Regions from separate parts of the Triticum aestivum genome. Here region 1 is linked to region 2. The links are chromatin contacts, called in public Hi-C maps. All regions are on one chromosome and are shown on one strand. The core of a region is the stretch at or near the end of the contact, and the rest is flanking DNA. Distances in the headings are between cores, read along the strand shown.

Region 1 (3,758 bases), core at 391-2,890, 320 kb after region 2:
TTCTTCCGACAGACGTACCTCATACCCTGATACCCCAATCCCCCATGGTTGCTCACTTGCCGTGAATATCTGATTTAGATAAATTTACATCGAATTTGACAAGATTTTCGGCACAAATCTGAATTTGTCTACACCCGGAAGCTCCTCCTGTCCTTCACGCTACTTTGATTCAGTAGAGTCTGGAGACTGCAGGCATGCGGCAACCCCGGTTTCAGTTTGTCCAGAGACAGGAGTTAGGCAGTACACCAGCACGTAATATGTTCAATTATTACCCATACCATATAGAAATACATATAGGCAGTAGTCACTAGAGTATTTTTTATTGCAGAATTATTGAAGAATTTTTATTGTACAGCAACACAACTACAACTTCTCAAGGTTTTTAGTATGCTTGTACTTCCACATTGATCTATTTCTATATGGTATTGACAACCATGACACCATGTGGTGAGAAACTGGTTGTTTGGGCATCTTCATGTATTTCATGATTCCATCTTTCAGGTGCACGTCAACAGCGGTGCGTACAGCCGGTGGACACTTGGGTCCTTCGTCAACAGTGAATCCCATAACAATCTTGAAACATGATGGAACCATATCCAGGTAAAAAAAAAGTAGGTGTTTTGTGAATTTTTCATGTGTTTATTGTACCTCAATTTTTCTTAATTGCTCGTTGGTGTATAGTGATGCACTATCAAGTAAGTTATCTGGCCCGCACAAAGGCCCGTCAAGCTTGCAAAGGAAGTTTCACCGCTGAAACTGCATATTTTTTTCTACCATATATACACTCAAATGTTTTGCATTTTCCTTGGGATTTCGGTGGATTTGAACATAACATTTGTTTGAATTGAATCGTGCTGCATAAGAGGTAGGAGAAAATTAGTGGGCGGCTTCAGACCCTTGGCTAGTGGTTGATGTCTTGATGATTCGTCGCTGCAGGATGTTTTGAAACGACCATTGGTCGTTACTCATTAGGTGTTGTCTCCATTGTTATTTTACTGTATGATAAAATACTTGGTCATTAGGTGTCACAGTTCTTAATTGACTGTTTGGAAGTAACCGAGATACTAAAATTATCATCAAGCGTAGTTTCCATTCTTTATTAGTCTGAAATGTGAATGTAGTAGCTTTTTTGGAAGGAAAATGAACCTTTTCTATAAAACAATTCATTTTAAATATTTTTCACTACTACTATCAGATTATCCTTTTATATACAGTGAATTTTCGCATATCATTAGAACATTAGGCAGTACGTGCGTTGCACATGCACGTTTACTATACCTCTTCAGTTATATTCTGCAACTCCTTCGGACCTCACATGAACGGACTCATGGATTACAGTGCAAATCCACTCATGACAGCAAAAGAAAGTTTTAGTAATGCCAAGTTGCCAACGACGAAACTGATGTACACACGACACGGTATGGCCGATCTGCAGCCGACACAGACTCTACGTCGTGAGACTGATGTGCATCTAATATAATTTACAAACGGTCTGATGGGCATGGTCGTCCGAGTATATCGTGTGAAAAGCGTCGGCTGAATAGCAGTGCTCGGTTGCCAAACCCACTGCCACCACGTTGCAAGCTCCGTCTTCAGCCCATCACGTCCAAACCCACGACGATAACGAGCGCGCCCCTATTCTCTCGCAAGTTGCAGCGCCCACCCGGCCGCGGCCCTTCCACAGCTTTGACCGCTCCACCCCGAACCCGAAGCAAAGCGCAAACAAGACGCTTCTTCTAGCCGGCCCGCTCTACACGGCGAGCACGGGGCGGAGAGGTAGCGTGGGGCAGCTCGATCATGGAGAAACAACCGAGCAGCTGGCGGGGGAGCAACGGCGGCCACGAGGAGAGGCTGCCCCTGCGCGGCGGCGGCGGAGGCCTGGAGACGGAGGCAAGGGCGCCGCACCCCCACGCCCACGCCGCGGATCAGCAGGAGGCGGGGCGGGGCAGGCACCGGCGCAAGTGCCTGCGCGCCGCGCTGCTGCTCTGCCTGCTCACGCTCCCGGCCTGCGTCCTCGTCGTCGGGAACCTGCGGGCCGAATCCTCGCCGCGGATGCTCTTCGACGTCGACGACCTCCCAAAGTACGACGACGACGACCAAGGTACTACTCGAACTCCTCCACTTAGAATTCATACTCGACCGTAGAAGCTGATCGATGCTGTCCGGATGGATCATCGTAGAACTTGCACCACTTACTACGAGTAGCTGCTATGGCCATCGTCACGGATAGAAAGGTTCTCAGCTAGTAGTAGACGCAGGGAATGGTTTTTTCTTTAGAAAAAGAGGTCCAGGAAATGATGGGGAAGTTCATGGAGGGAATCGTAGGGGCACAAGATACCAGACGATAACATGGTTGCAAAGCAGATTCCCGTTGTCTTAGCGTTGCTTATTTTACTCGGGGCGGCCACGTCTAAGTCCCAATCTCAAGTTGGTCGCATGGCCTCCGTCATAGGCCACTTATAAAATTCTCTCGTCTTGCTGGCCTGCTAACGATAAACTTAATTAGACGCGAGGGCATAGCAGAGGTGATCTAGCCAAAGGCCAGTTAAAATCGGTTGAGATCCGAGCCATGCGCCATTTTCTTTTCTGAGCCTGGTAGATTGAGAATTTTGGGTGGACGGCGGACGACGACGGGCTTTCGTTGCAAAAAGAGAGTAAAAGACAGCACCGCGTGACCGCTCAAAGAGTCTCTACGCATCTTTGAACGTGGACCATAAAACCAGTATCCGGTGCACACGGCAGGAGGCCATTCAACGGTGTACCACAAACGTCCTGACACGTTTTAAACGGAATTTAAGCAAACCGTTTTCCTGTAAACAGGATGGCGTCCGTGTTCCAACTTCTTGTGGTTCCCCGTCTCCGGCATCTTCGCTGTCCGTGAATTCCGGGAAATGAAGCTCCGAGTCATCGACAAGAAGAATAAAACATACTAGGACGCACAGGTCTTCGTCTTCCATGTCATACTCTTACTCATCGGAGTCCGCGGCCTAGACGTCTCTGGTTGAGGTGAGGTACACGATAAATGTGGATGTGTCGGCCTTGTAGTTGTTGCGGCCTAGCGCGAACCGCACGGGCGACATTAACGACCAAGAGCTATCGAAGTTCTTGTCGGTGATCGCCTGCGCTGCCAGCTACGTGGGCCAGCCCGGGCAGGAGTGTCGGCTCGTTGTCGGACGCCTCCTCCATCGCCGGGTCGTCGTCACTCACCTATGGCAAGCTCGCTGGCAAGCCGACTTCTATCCGTCGTGCACGACGGGCCAGCCAGCCAGTCAGCTCATGTTTATACTCCGTCGAGACGCTCTCCCACATCACTCTTGAGCTCGCAGTCATGGCGGTGGTGATGCATGGAGGAATGGAAGCGGGCGCAGTGTGGTGCGGATTGTGTCCGGCGTGGCCACATACAAATAACAGGCACCAGTTAGGCCACACGGTGGGTTGTTTCAATGTGGGCGCCAGAGTGATTTGACAAAAAAAGGGTCTCCCCTGCTTTAGATTATAAAGCAATCCAACCGATACAAACGACTTGCACAAACAAGTCCAAAGGAAAAAGAGAGAAAGAAAAAAGAAACAAATGCCGACGCCGGCAACTCAACGAAGCAAAGAGGGCCGAAACCCGCTGCACCCTCTAGAGAAGTACCACCGCCCACCAAGCACTCCGAAGTCTCGCGTACTAAGCAACATCTTCATCAAGAAATGTGACGACGACGCTGCTGCCGCCCAGGCAAGTCTAGGGTTTCCCCGGTACGCGGCTGGCAGTG
Region 2 (3,816 bases), core at 352-2,851:
ATGAACACAAAAACACTCATTCTTTCTGTTTATCACGAACTAGATAGGCAGAGTTATATAATGTCTTGTAGCATGTCTCTGATTCTGAAATTGAGTTTCTATGATAGAGAAGCTACAAACAAATACAACAACATTCAACATTAAACAGAAATATCAAACTATCAACAACAAAAATTCAAACAGTCACTTCATCTAAGATGATGCTACACTTAATTTAATGAAGTGCTACGCAACCATAACCAAAGAAGAAAGTGTGCTATAAAGAGATGCACATAAGAGTCACGAAACTATAAACCACAACATATCTGAGAGCTCTGAAATGTTCTGAAGTGGTATAACCTCTTCCAATCCATGTAGAAGGTTCAGTTTCATCTATCCTCGATGCCCTATTGTAGTACTGAGTCGCATCTTTGAAATGCACTTCCTTCTGTGGTGCTTTCTCAGCCTTTCCCAAGAAAGTATGAAAAGCACCCAAAGCATTAAGGATGGCTATCCGCTCGTACTTCACATCAGCATAATAATCATCGATTTCTGCAGAGGAGAGGGAATGGTTCAACAACAGCGGATTTATGCAGAAATTTAAAGCAACAATGAGAAATTGAACTGGTGTGGTATAACCAAAGGTGATATTATTGTTCAGATAATAAATTACAGTACAGGAAAAGAGTAATAAAAAAATAACCTGGGCCAGATCCTTCCTCTAAAATCTGTCGGAACTGTTCGATCTTCCCTTGCTTGAAGTATTCTCTCTGTGACAATATTTCCAGAAGTAATTTAGAAAAAATAGGTACTAATCCAGATAGTTCGATTTCACAAGAAAACTACCTATAAAATTACCAGACAGGGTATCTGCAAGTATAATAAGTTTCACCATGAAACTAGAGCTTAGATTAAACGCAAGTCACGAGTGTAAGTACTGGGATTTCGAGCTATGAAACTCTGGCCCAGCAAGAAGCTCTTCTTCAGATCTTCCACTCAAATTTATCCGTCTGAACGAATCAGGATGGTATCCTCGGTACCAAAACGTCACCAGCATCACCCCTAGCCGAAATAGCTCCGGCTGAACAACCAGGTCAAAGCAGAGGACGGAATGACAGGCGCACGCGCACGCGCATTTGGAGAAATTCTACCAGCATCGGTCAAACCCTCAGAAAGCCCGCCTCGGAGCTGAAAAGGGTCGCGTCAGCAGGAGCGAGACTCCGCCAGAACCCTAGCCGTAGAAGTTGCTCTATCCGCGCCGCCGAAGACCTAGACCTAGACCTAAGCAAGGTTGCGAGGGAAGCTTGGGCTCCTGAGAGCGGAGGGGACCTACCGCGATGATGAGCCAGAGGTGGAGCGGAGCTTGCTCGGCCTTGAGGATGTCGAGGATGTCGGAGGCGTCGGCGGGGAGGTGGTCCAGCGCCACCCGCACCTCCTCCTCCGTCCCCTGCACCGGTATGTACACGCTCGCCATCCCGCCGCCGCTCCCCTCTCTTCCCTTCCCTTCGCCGCCGCCCAGGGGAGAGAAAATCGTAGCGTGCGTTTGGATCACGGGATGTCCCTCATGGGACAGGGACAGACTTGTTTTAGGGCGGCTGCCACCCGTTTGGTTCAGGGGATAGGGAGGATGAGGATGGTTGGGGATAGCCGAGATTCGCAGAATATTCCTCAAAACGGTGGCTATCCCCAGTCGCCGAAAAGTCGCGGACGTCGCCAGCCACTCTCGTCGCCTCACCCCCGAATCGTTTTTCTCTTGCTCTCACCCCTCCTCGGACAGAAACGTTTCTCTCGTCAGCGACCACAGCGCCAGATCGGCGAGCGGCGGTCAGACCAATAGCAGAGTCGTCGGCGGTAGCGGCTGCCAGTTCCAGGCACGTACGCGCCCTCCTCTCTCTCTCTCTCTCTCTCTCTCTCTCTCTCAGGCCTGATTGCGCTGGCGGCGGCATGAGGGCGCGCGGCAGATCGCTTGTGGTGGACAGTGGCTGACGGAGCAAGCATAATTGCGCTGATGGTGGCCTGATGGCGCATGGGAGCTCGCTAGTTGGATGGATGGTGCCGATTTTGTTGGGTCTCGATCTGTCTCTTTGTGCATTGTTTTGTTTGAGGCACGCGAACGATGACTTAGCTTTACAGCAGCAGCTGCATGAAGGAGATATTGAGGAGAGAAGTGGTACGAGTAGTAGAACAATTCTAATTTAAAATGCTTCACGGTCACAGCAGCATTTTTTCAGTTAAAATGCTTTCCAGATTGCTACAAATATTATTGTCACATGGGCGATTTTTGAAGAAGAAAAATGATTTTATTTTGTGATGTTGAAGTTAGTATTTATGGCGTGAATACTCGCTAGCATATTATTTCCTCAAATTACTAAAGGGAAATCTCATCACCTCAACAAAAGAGGTTATTGCAACAACCTATCTACTCTTTATTCCTTCAACCAAACGCCTAGATGGCTATCTCTAACCATTTGGCATCTCACCCAACCAAACAGAAAAAATGGCTATCCCTAGCCAGGTGGTTAGGGATATCTATAGCCACTCAAAGCTATCCCGCGAACCAAACACATCTTGTATATGACAGGGGAAGAGGAGCAAATGCCCACGGGAGCTAGTTGGGCAGCGGCCCATTTACTGCCGCGCGTTTTTTTTTACGGGAATAGCGGTGCAATGTAATGGCCCGGCCCAAATCCCGATTTTCTTGTTTCGGATTTAAGAGTATCATTAATTAGTTTTAAATAAAACTGTTTTAAAAAATGTTCTTGAAATTTGAAAATGGATTGACCCTTGTTCACGGAGTTGGACTTTTGTTGACCGCCTCATACTTTGTTGATTACCCATGTAGGATTGTTTATTTTTCCCCAACACATATAATCTATTTATTCTTTTTTTTGGCGGGTGCATAATATGTTTATTCACACATGCTAAATTAGTGACTTCCTATAAAACCATCTAATGAGGAATTTCATGACCTTTTACCATTGCGATAAACCAAATAGTTAAGAAGCTATCAAAATGCCGAACTATAATCTCACTTAAAGATTTCAATGACCTCAATACTTAGACGACTCTATAAGAGAACTTTTCAAAGCAAGTGACACCAGCTTACTTATTTCTCTGGTCCAAGCATAGTGAGCTAGTAATCATGAAATTAAGTGTTTAGAAGATAGCATAGAAAAAAGAAAAAAGTTTGGGCAGGTTGCCATGTGATTATGTTAATCTTATAAACCAACAGCAACATACAACTTAGCAACTTATAATCCATGGGTCCCTAAAAGACATGATTACACTTTAATAAAATGGATTATAGAGGAAGAATTGAATCAACATGAAAAGTACATGATAGGTCATTCGAGAGAGAGCAAAGATTGCCATGTGCATTTAGTTTTTAGTTGGTAATTATAAATAAAAGTTGTAGCATCTCAATTGTCCAACTCTTGTTAATGCGTGTGTCAACAACACTCCTCGACTAAATTTCACTCGGTAGGTTCATGGATCCAACTCAAATCCAGATGAAAAAAGAAAGACAGAAGTGGAGTTCATCCTCAAATGGAGACCTTATTCATCCCCAGCTAATTGAAGGTTTTGTTTATCCCAACAAAGTGGATTGTATAGTCCTGTTCATTCCTGGAGGGGCAATAATAAAGTTGTTATTTTATATTTACTTATTCATGATAAAGATTTATTATTCATGCTAGAATTGTATTGATCGGAAACTTAAATACATGTGTGAATGCATGAACAAATATCGTGTCTCTAGTAAGCCTCTACTAGACTAGCTCATTGATCAAAGATGGTTAATGTTTCCTAACCATGGACATGTGTTTTCATTTGATAACG

Evidence for each region. Hi-C and Micro-C count contacts between places; a contact is called where the count stands out from the background.
Region 1: a contact with region 2 is called in a Hi-C map of leaf, with 3 times the contacts expected there. The contact joins the promoter of LOC123138364 here to the promoter of LOC123138363 in region 2. A contact is called at or near these places in 2 of 5 Hi-C or Micro-C datasets (both in leaf).

What each region holds. Positions count from the first base shown.
Region 1 is chr6B:624,665,885-624,669,642 of IWGSC CS RefSeq v2.1, forward strand. LOC123138364 (galactoside 2-alpha-L-fucosyltransferase) reads left to right here and starts at 1,641. Exons shown (of 2, transcript XM_044558330.1): 1 at 1,641-2,101. The coding sequence starts at 1,798.
Region 2 is chr6B:624,350,869-624,354,684 of IWGSC CS RefSeq v2.1, forward strand. LOC123138363 (protein CTR9 homolog) reads right to left here and starts at 1,602. Exons shown (of 24, transcript XM_044558327.1): 1 at 1,313-1,602; 2 at 683-749; 3 at 340-531. The coding sequence starts at 1,453.